Regions from separate parts of the Mus musculus genome. Here regions 1 and 2 are each linked to region 3. Evidence: chromatin contacts called from public HiCAR-type data. All regions are on one chromosome and are shown on one strand. The core of a region is the stretch at or near the end of the contact, and the rest is flanking DNA. Distances in the headings are between cores, read along the strand shown.

What was found. HiCAR-type assays count read pairs that join an accessible place to other places.
Region 1: a HiCAR-type map of astrocytes shows a contact between it and region 3, with 10 times the contacts expected there. The contact joins the promoter of Poc1b here to the promoter of 4930525C09Rik in region 3. A contact is called at or near these places in 8 of 39 promoter capture datasets (the 3T3-L1 cell line, 3T3-L1-derived adipocytes, cranial neural crest and 4 more), 2 of 15 datasets of contacts at CTCF or cohesin (the NIH/3T3 cell line and large pre-B cells), 7 of 484 Hi-C or Micro-C datasets (B cells, the F1.1 cell line, the G1E-ER4 cell line and 3 more) and 17 of 115 datasets of contacts at active chromatin or transcription factors (the 230-238 cell line, the NIH/3T3 cell line, astrocytes and 14 more).
Region 2: a contact with region 3 is called in a HiCAR-type map of astrocytes, with 2.4 times the contacts expected there. The contact joins the promoter of Btg1 here to the promoter of 4930525C09Rik in region 3. A contact is called at or near these places in 1 of 39 promoter capture datasets (cranial neural crest) and 1 of 115 datasets of contacts at active chromatin or transcription factors (astrocytes).

The regions. Positions count from the first base shown.
Region 1 is chr10:99,105,681-99,108,754 of GRCm38.p6, reverse strand. It overlaps Poc1b (POC1 centriolar protein B), which reads right to left and starts at 1,673. Exons shown (of 12, transcript NM_027740.7): 1 at 1,532-1,673; 2 at 879-963. The coding sequence starts at 1,546. Galnt4 (polypeptide N-acetylgalactosaminyltransferase 4) reads right to left here and starts at 620. Exons shown (of 1, transcript NM_015737.4): 1 at 1-620. The coding sequence starts at 340.
Region 2 is chr10:96,615,480-96,618,539 of GRCm38.p6, reverse strand. It overlaps Btg1 (BTG anti-proliferation factor 1), which reads right to left and starts at 1,539. Exons shown (of 2, transcript NM_007569.2): 1 at 1,068-1,539; 2 at 1-264. The coding sequence starts at 1,215.
Region 3 is chr10:97,712,564-97,716,027 of GRCm38.p6, reverse strand. 4930525C09Rik (RIKEN cDNA 4930525C09 gene) reads right to left here and starts at 1,256. Exons shown (of 3, transcript NR_130993.1): 1 at 1,173-1,256. All of the region lies in intron 4 of Gm10754 (predicted gene 10754), which reads left to right.

The sequences.
Region 1 (3,074 bases), core at 424-2,923, 1.4 Mb before region 3:
GGTGCAGGGAGATCCTGTCACTGAGGTAAATGTTGATGGCATATCTCTCAATAAGTTCTTCTTGCTGCTTCAGTTCCCCCTCGTTGAGCTGGAGTTTGCTTGCTCTCCCCCATTCCCCAAGAGCATGGGAATCTGCAGGGGGCTTTATATAAAGAGGCTGAGACAAATCCTCTTCCCTTGTATCAAGGTCCGGGAGCCGCCTTGGCCCCAGCTCCCTGGCACCGCCGGCTCCTGGAGAGGCATACAAAGTGGAGACTGAGAACTCCACCAGAATATAAGCCAGTGTTAAAAGGGCCAGCAGCAGGCAGCTCTTGCCTGCCCAGGTCCACCTCACGGCCATCCGGATCCTCACGGGTCGTGTGTAGACGCGGCCACCGAGCCAGCACGCGGGGAAAGCGCCGCGGATCCTGAAGCTGGAGTTCCCGGCTCAGGTAGGGGCGAACTTCCGAGAAGGTTCCTCCTTTCATGTAGGCGCTCGGCTCCTTTCCGACACCGGAGTTTCCCAGGGGTCACTTGAGACCCCCTCGCTCCCCGGCCTCTGGTGGTGCTCAACTGGTCGGTCCCCACTTCCTCCTGCTCGTCTCAGAACTTTTCACAAACTCTCCAGCCAATACTCCACCCTCCTCGGGCCGATCACAAACCCCTCCCCTTCCCACTCACTCCTCCTGGTGGTTAGTTCACGAAAGTTGTCTGTCAGGCCGGGACCAGTCGAGTCCTTACCCAGCAAAGACCCAGGGACCCAGAGTGGCCGGGTACATCCCATCGCGCCTGGCTCACTCAGGCAGGGATGGAAGAAAGGCTTTCTGCCAAGTGAGCTTTGGTTACTGTCAGAAAAGGAAAGAAGAAAGAAAGGAAAAACAAAAACAAAAACAACTTACCAATTTGTTTGCAGTTGGGGCTGAAGTCAGCGGAGGTGATGGCAGCTTTGTGACCTTTAAAAGAACGTTCCAGAATCGGATCCTCCTAGGATGGAAAGTTGTTAGGTTTGAAAGCAGGTGCAGAATTCCAGCTCTCGACATCAGACGTCAACGTTGCCTGTCCCCCGGGATCGAAGAGGAGGACCCCGCAGCATCAGCGGGCAGCGAGAGAGGCGTGGGCATTACAACCCGGCTGAGAGGCTCGGGCACTGCCCCAGCTTCCATCCGGAGGGGTCCCCACCATCGGGAGGAACCCCCAGCCCAGGCACCAGGGCGAGCCGCCGAGGGACCCGCCCACCGCACCGAGCTGCAGATGCTCGCCGAAGCCTCCCGCGCTCTTTAAACCTCCCTGGTGATTCTGACGCAGGCGCGCCGCGGGAACCCAGCCGGCGAGTCCCGGAGCCAGCTCCGCCTCAGCCCCGAGCGCCGGGATCTCTCCGGGAGCAGCGCTCACCGCTCAACCCGGGCACGGCGTCCCGCTCCGGGGAGGTGAGCGAGCTGCGGAGCTCCGGGTCTCGGGGCTACCTCCCAGGCCTGCCAGACTCGGCGTGGTTCCCCTCCTCCCGGTCCCGCCGCCCAAGGATGATCGGCTCCGGTAGCGGCGGGGACCTTACCAGGCCGGAGGCCATGCGGGGAGCGGACGGCGCCCGGGGCCTTGGGGGACCAGGGAGGGGTGGGGACGAGGGGGGACCGTGCGGCGCCCGGAACCGTCAGACTGGAGTGCGGGCGCTTCCCGGTCACTACAACAACGGCGGCCCAATCAAAGCCCGCGCTCCAGGCGTGGCCAGACGAGCCCCGAGACGCCGCGCGCGCGCGCGCTGCCGACAGCCGAGAGCCTGGCGGGAGCGCGCCGCGGGGGGTCCGCCGCGCGCGCACACAGCGAGCCCCGCGAGCTTCGGAGGTAGCGGACTACCGGGTTGTTGTCGGGAAGCGGGTTGGGACTTGGAGAGAGAGAGAGATGTGATCGGTGGTGGCGAAGCGGAGGAGAGTCGGTGATCGATGCAATCAGGATTCTATTACACCTTAAAGAGAACGGCGCCCAACTCGGCTACTCCGGAGAGGGGAGCTTGGGTGCACAAGCTAGACAGTAACAGGACGTTGAGCGGGACTAAGTTCCTTGTGTTCAATTACTGGTTTTGCACGTACTATAGATACAAATGCTGGCAGCACATGATGGGTAATATTTTATTCACATGTTCACCCTGTTTTTCTTTATTCAATAGTATTCTATTATCTATTTGATTTATTCTGTTCTCAACCGCTTGTTTGCATATGCCTTATTAAACTCACACACACACCTGAAGTGGTCGGAAGACTTGGAAACTTTAAAGTTTCTAGACCACGTGGTTACAATAACGGTCCCCACTTTAGACTTTTTTTTTTCCCCACACATACTATCATTTGTGCTTCAGCAACAGGGTTTCAAAGCTAGAGAATGTTGTCGGTGGCAGTTTGTACATGGAAGGCCACATTTTGATGCTTCTTCATACCCCTCGACAACAAACAACAGCATTAAACCCTGCCCCGGAGCATAAAAGACTCAGCTGAAAATTACATACGGAACACAACTTCTTGGCAGTGGAATGTCGTGATAAACTGGTAAGGTACATGTTGTGTGTAAATAAAAAGTGTAGTAATTACAGGTTCCCTCGCTGTATTTGCGTTTAGTCTTAACCACTATATAGCAATTATGTAAGTGCAATACCGTATTAGTTTGACACATGGGTGGATGTTAAATATCTGTTATATGTTTGACACCAAGGGCTAAACTTTGTTATAAACAAAACAAACCCCTGAATGCCAACATAGTTCCCTCCCCTCAAGAACTTGGCACTGGGATGTAGCTCAGTTGGAGAGTGCCTAATGAACTAAACCCTTGCTTGTATTCCCAGCGCCCTCATCAACACAACCTGGCATCAGTAACTATAGCCCTGGGGAGGTGGAGGCAGGAGGATCAGAGGCATAAGGTTGTCCTTGGCTATACTGTGAGTTTGATGCCAGTCTAAGCTACATGAACTCTGTTAAGCAAATAAAAAACAGACGACAACCCTGCTGTATTCTACCTTAAGGAGTCTCATGTTTTAGTATAATTGATGCTAGTTGCCAAAGATGCTGATTCAGCATATATGGGGCAGAACCTAGAGCCCTACAGGTATA
Region 2 (3,060 bases), core at 290-2,789, 1.1 Mb after region 3:
TGCTGTTTTGAGTGCTACCTCCTGCTGGTGAGGCTTCGTACAGCACGCAGATGGAGCCATCCTCTCCAATCCGGTAGGACACTTCGTAGGGGTCAACCCAGAGTGTGAGTTCACTTGGGAGAAGCCTGAACAACTCCTGACTGCTCAGTCCAATCCGCTGGGCTGCCTGTCCAATCAGAGGATCCATCTTATGGTTGATGCGAATACAACGGTAACCTGATCCCTTGCACGGCTTTTCTGGGAACCAGTGATGTTTGTAATGTTCTGTGGAAGAAAAGAACAGAGAAACAATGCTCAGGACGGTAGTCAACGCAGCCGTACCGTAGCGTACTTTCCTCCTCCTGCTGCTAGCTTCTTAGCGAAGCGAAAATGAAAACCACCAACTTTCACAAATGTCCGGGACCGAATTCGCTGTCGTGAGACAGAATAGAGAAAGCAAAGACACTGTGGCAAACACTGTCCGGGTACTGACCGGTTGAGCCGCCAAAACAGGAATCCCGCGCGCAGCCCTGGATGGCCAACTAGCTGGATGGCACAGGCAAGCGGGCGGGAACCTGTTTACTTTCTCCACCCCAACGGGGTCCCATACAATAGACTTTATGGAACTGGTGGGGGGTGGGGGCAAGACAACGCCACTATGGCCAGTTAACCCCAAAGGGAAGAAAACCCAAGAAACCTTAAACCAAGATCTGGGTTGGGTTGTAATTGTACCGGTGACAAATCCGATGATTAATGGGCAAGAGGCACAGGAGGTGCGGAGACCTGGCACGTCCGTCCCGGGCCGGCTCCGAAACACAGAGGCGACAAGCCACCCAGGGGCTCAGCCGCAGACTCTCGCAACGGTCGCGGCGACCCGGCAGAGGAGACCGACGGGACTCCGGGCCCTGGGTCTTTTGTCCCCCGCGACCGGCCGGTAGCCGTCGGGGCGCAGCTCCGCGTCGCCCCGCTTCGGATCCTTTGTTGTGCGTGTCGCGGCGCCCCGCCGCCCAGCTCCCCCCCCCTCCCCCAGCCACGACCGGGACGCGCCCGTTAGTGGCGACCCGCGACGGTCCCCGCGCCCCGCTCACCTGCCAGCAGCTCCTGCAGGCTCTGGCTGAAAGTCTGCAGCTGTCGCTCGCTCGTGAGCCCCTTGGTGCGGAGGAACTTGGAGATGAAGGACACCGCGGCGGCGATCTCGCCTATCATGGTGGCGGCCCGGGTGTAGAAGGGATGCATGGGGGCGGCGGCCGGGGGTGGCCCGGGGCGGCCGGGGCTCGGCCCCGACGGCGAAGCGGCCACCCCGGGCTCTCGCCCAGACCCGACGGCCGAGAGGAAGCGAGGGCGCGAGGCGCGGACGGCTACTGGTTCTAGGGGATTTTTTTTCTTTCCTTTAGAGTAAAAAAGTTATTTTCAAGCCAGGAGGCGGCAGGAGAGACAGAGAGAGACGAGCGATGGCGGCCTGGTCACATCGCTCGGACCTCCCCAGCCGCCTCCGCCTCCAGCTCGGTAGCCTCCGAGGATCCCGAGAGTTGCATTTCCAGCTCCGAGGGGCGAAGAGCTGCCGCCGCCGTGCAGCTCATTTTATAGGGCTGCGGAAAGGAAGTGGCGTACCCGGGGCGTGAGGGCGGACGCCAGCCAATCCGGAGATCGCACCATTGTGACGCAGGCAGATTCGGGGCTGGAGGGGGCGGGAGAAAGGCCGCCAGGGGGCGTGCCCAGAGGCCGGGATGAGAGGGAGGAGCTGACGTAATCTGCTTGTAAACAAATAAACCCCCCGAGTGGCAGCCTGAGACTCCGGAGCGGTGGAGGGCGGAGAAAGAAGCCAAGGAGGCGCGTGTGAAAGCTCCGCCCCCGAGCTAGCTCCGCCCCCGGTTCGGGCCAGCGGGGACCCTCCAGTCCCCGAGCGGGCTCCGGGTTCCTCACTTACTGCGGTGTGGCTGGAACCTCAGGACTGAGGTTCGGTCTCCGCAGCCCCAGTCCTTTGCGTACCCCATGTTTACATCTGAGCCCAGTTCCAGCCGGCTTGGCTGGCAGCCCTGGCGGGAGGAGCGTGCGGTGGCGGAGACTAAGGCTCCGCTAGGGAATGGAAGGAAGGACTCGCTCCCTGGAGCTATCCTGCGGCTTAATCCAAGCCATTGCCCCTAGGGTTTGCAGAACCCCGGGGGGCTGGGGGGGGGGAGAAGATGAGCCTTGAAACTCATAAAAATCTGCATATGTATTTTAGAAAGGCACAACAAATTCGTTTTTCTAGTTCAAGTGATGTCAGAACTTTAGAGTTGTGCTGCTGTTGACACATAAGATAAAACTTTAAGCTTGTCGAGAGTGTTAAGCATAGACACCCATATTTACTGGCAAAGACGGTTGTAAACAGCCTAGAAAAAAAGGAAAGCATGAGCCTGCTAAAACTATTAGACCCAAAATAGGGTTAACCCAACTCTCTTAAAGTAGGAGAAGGGAGAGAAAACAATGAAGTCCAGGCAGGAAGAAGAAAGCAAACAAGAGGCAGAAGTTGAACTCTACCAGATGGAAATAAATATTTAGAGTTTAGTTGGTCATCAGATGCAATACACACCACTTTAAAATATATATATGTGTGTGTGTGTGTGTGTGTGTGTGTGTGTGTGTGTGTGTGTATGGAGCTAGAGGAGAAACAAGAGGATAATTGGTTCTGAAATTAATTTGAAAAGGTGACCTATACATCATTTATCATTAATATACAATACTTAAGTACCCACATATTATCTAAAGATAATGTTAGAAAGCACTTCAGAAAGTATCAAGTTTTTTTTTATAATAAACTGAATCAAAAAATAACATCTTTGTGCATGTGTGTGTGTGCGTGTGCGTGTGCGTGTGCGTGTGCGTGTGTGTGTGTGTGTGTGTGTGAATTGTCAGATAGGACTTTCTGAAAACAGACGCAGGGTTTTGACTGGAGGCTCATCTTACCATCCCGGAAGATAAAGAACCAAAAGTGAGTCCTTGAACCATAGGCTATCAAGAGGTCTGCATCTCTCTCTCCCACCCGCCTCCCCACGCGTTCTGTCCTTTCCAGTCTGGATTAGGAAGAGAATAAAACTGTCT
Region 3 (3,464 bases), core at 7-2,506:
ACCTGTGGTGAACTGTACTAAAAGGTCACAAAATTAGGAAAGTTGAGAACCATGGATATAAAGGATCCTTGTTCCAGGAAGGCTCAGTATATGATCACAGAATTATTGATTAGAGTTAAAGATCAATGGGCTAGCAACACAAGGACCCAGTATGGAATACAGCTTATTCACATAAGGGTTAGCATCAGGCTATGGGGGTGGGGGGTGGGGGGTATTGTTCTCATGAGCATAACAGCACATACTGCATACTTGGGAATCTTCCAAGGCTGGCAAGGTTTTCAGAGGAGCATATTATCAAGGAATACAGAGAGCTGGGCAGAGCAGAGGGTGTGAGTGCCAGGGAAGCATCTTGAAAGGGGCCGGCCTGGCTTATAACTATTCTCAGTCCCCTTAAACTTGTCCTCCCTAAACACAGCCTCATTGTTCTCATAAACTGGACTCTGAACCTGCGGCTTCATGCTCTGAGAACCTTCTCTTGAAATGCCTGACAATCTTATCTTTTAATTTGTGTTGAAGGTATCCTCTGGTAAAGCCCTGGAGAATGGCCTAGGACATAGAAGCTTGCCCCGTCCTGTGCCTTCTTACCTCCACTTCCATGAGCCACTGCCTCCTCCACCCCTGAACAAAGGCTATTCCAACTTTCACTACATGCCTGGACATAAACTCACTCTCTCTGTCTCTCTCTCTCTCTCTCTCTCTCTGTCTCTCTGTCTCTGTCTCTCTCTCTCTCTCTCTCTCTCTCTCTCTCTCTCTCTCTCTGTGTCTGTGTGTGTGTGTGTGTCTGTGTGTGTGTGTGTGTGTGTGTCTGTGTGTGTGTTTCCCTCTCTTTATGAGTGTGTGAGGTGAGGATAACTGGAGTTGTGGGCCAAACAAGGGCATCTGTGAGAACTTTGCATTTGCCTGCCTGTGTTCATTCATATAACACAGCATTCACTGTTAAAATCCATGTGTGTCTGTGAGTGTGTGTGTCTCTGTGTATGTGTGTTTGTGCACATGTGTGTGTATATGTGTGTGTGCATATGTGGTGTGTGTGTCTGTGTGTATATTAATTTAAGAGATAAATCACAGAAGAAATAAAAAGCTTTCTCCCCTGTTCCTTTACATAGAACATTAGAGCTTTGTGCTGTCCCTCACAGATCCTGGGTCTGGACCCTGATATGAAGGATTCATACCTCACAGAGAAGAGCTAGAAACGGTGGTGCCAGTGAGCAGTGAGGCGGCACATCAGGGAGATAGGGAGAATGGATGGCTACCTTGAGGTTGCAGGGGCTGAGGGACTTTACATTCTGAGCAGTTGCCAAGGTAGCCTTTGTGAGAGACCGGGAGGGTGTCCCATCAAGGTTCCAAATGGAACCAGACCAAAGTTTTCATGATTGCCCTGAACATGACAATGATAACCCTCTTTCCTGACGAAGGCCCCTGCTGAGGGTACCAGACAGAAACACTGCAAGGGTCGTATAAGTTGGTACAGCAAATCCTTTTCAAGAGTCTATTTATAGAAACTTCGTTTTGAATCTGAAGCAGCCACTTATGTTGAATGCAGAGGAAACGTCAAGGTACAGCTAGGCAGAAGGAGCCACAGCGTGGCAGTGAAGTGCTTGGGTCGCATTTTAGTATATTCTGCTTTTGTTTTACTATTTAGGACGTTTAGCTAGAACCTTCATTTCCACTCCAGAACAGCCTAGAGTTCACTGTGTGGTAGAGAAGCGCCTTGAACTTTTGACTGTCCCGTTTCGTCCTCTCTAGAGCTGAGATTACAGACACGGGTTATTACACGGGGCTGCCTTTTCATTCTGTGAAGCTGGTTACCGCAAAAAAACTAGTGAGTTTTCAGCAGCAAAGGAAATAGCTCTCAGCTCTCCATTGTCAGTTACCAACTTTTCAACTGGGATATAAGGCCTTAGTTTCTTTTATGGTTCATTTAGAAAATGGGGTTTTGGGGTTCCTAGATGCTCGGGATGTAATGCATGTTAAGTTTCCTTGCAAATGACTATGATAATGCTGATACTTTAATTCAAATTCCTCCCACCACCCCCCCCCTTTACACGGGATAATAGGATGCATCAAAGCACTCTGTACTAGGTCTAAGAGAGGAAGTTACAGCCATGCATCCTCTAGGCCAGCTCCATGTCTCTTGAACCTGAAAGACTTAGGTGGAGCAGTGGGAAAGTCAAAACATGGCAAACAGAAGTGGAGAATTTACAAAGCAAAGTGGGAGAGACACAGGGTGAGAGTGAGCCACCTCAAAGATGTGGGCCATTAAAGGGAGAAGAGGATGAAAAGGAAAGAAATGTTTTCCTTTTTGTGAATTCTATGCAGGTTTTTATTCCACATCACTTCTACTTCCAAGTGGCTTGGCTGTTTTATATACTATTGTTTCTTCCTTTCAATATAGAAAAGTCTAACTAAACATACCTCAGGGTCTCTCCTTACTCAACCAGAAAATTGAGCACGTGAATGAAGAGTCACAGAAGAACACTAGAGGACGTGGTGAGATGGCTCAGAAGGTAAATGTGCTGGCTGATAAGGTGACCCCAGTTCTGACCCCTTAAACCCACGTGGGTAAAGGAAAGAACCTACTCCTACAGGTTGTGTTCTGACCTACACATACAAGCTATGCCCCCCTCTCATACACACACACACACACACACACACACACACACACACACAAAATAATGTAACACACACACAGTAATGTAATAAAACACTTTTGAAGGCTGAGAGGCCAACAAGAAAAATCCACTGTAAATCTAAAGAAAGTATTAATCACTGCATGCTTTATAAAAAGATCGTTGGGCATTTAGCCCAGAAACTCACATCCAAGTATAAAATTTCACAGCCTTTCCCACAATTAACAAAAATCTCAGCGTATATCCTTTTGACATATCATTTCTTATATGTATATTTGAGGTTTTTAAGGTAAATCAAATGCATTTTTATGGTTTCAGCAAATGGAAAGAAGACTTTAAAATCATGTTCATAGTGTGACTCGGTATTTGTACACACAGAGCCCTTCCCCACACACACACATACATGAAGATATAAAGCAGTAGTTAGTGTAAGGTTTATGTGCTAACAGGAACACAATTTAAAAAACAAAAAACCAAAACGCGACTGTAGCTTCTTAGAAAACAGCGCCATCTAGGGGAAGCTGACAGAGCCAGCATTCTATCTGCAATGCACCACCTTGCCGCTAAATTCCAATGACAGATGTTAAAGAAAAAAGGAAATGATTTCCACATTCCAGACAGTGAGTTCATCTAGAGAGCAGTACCAACAGGGTCTGGGAAGATTATGTTTGCACCACTTTATTTCTATTGCTCACATTAGGCCTGAGTATAGCTTTTGTTTACACATTTGAAGTGGATTCCCCATTCACTCCTCAATATCAATGCAGTGATAAAAATAGGTTTTAGAAAGGAGTTATATATTGGTACAAGACTAAGATTTATCTGGGGAAACTT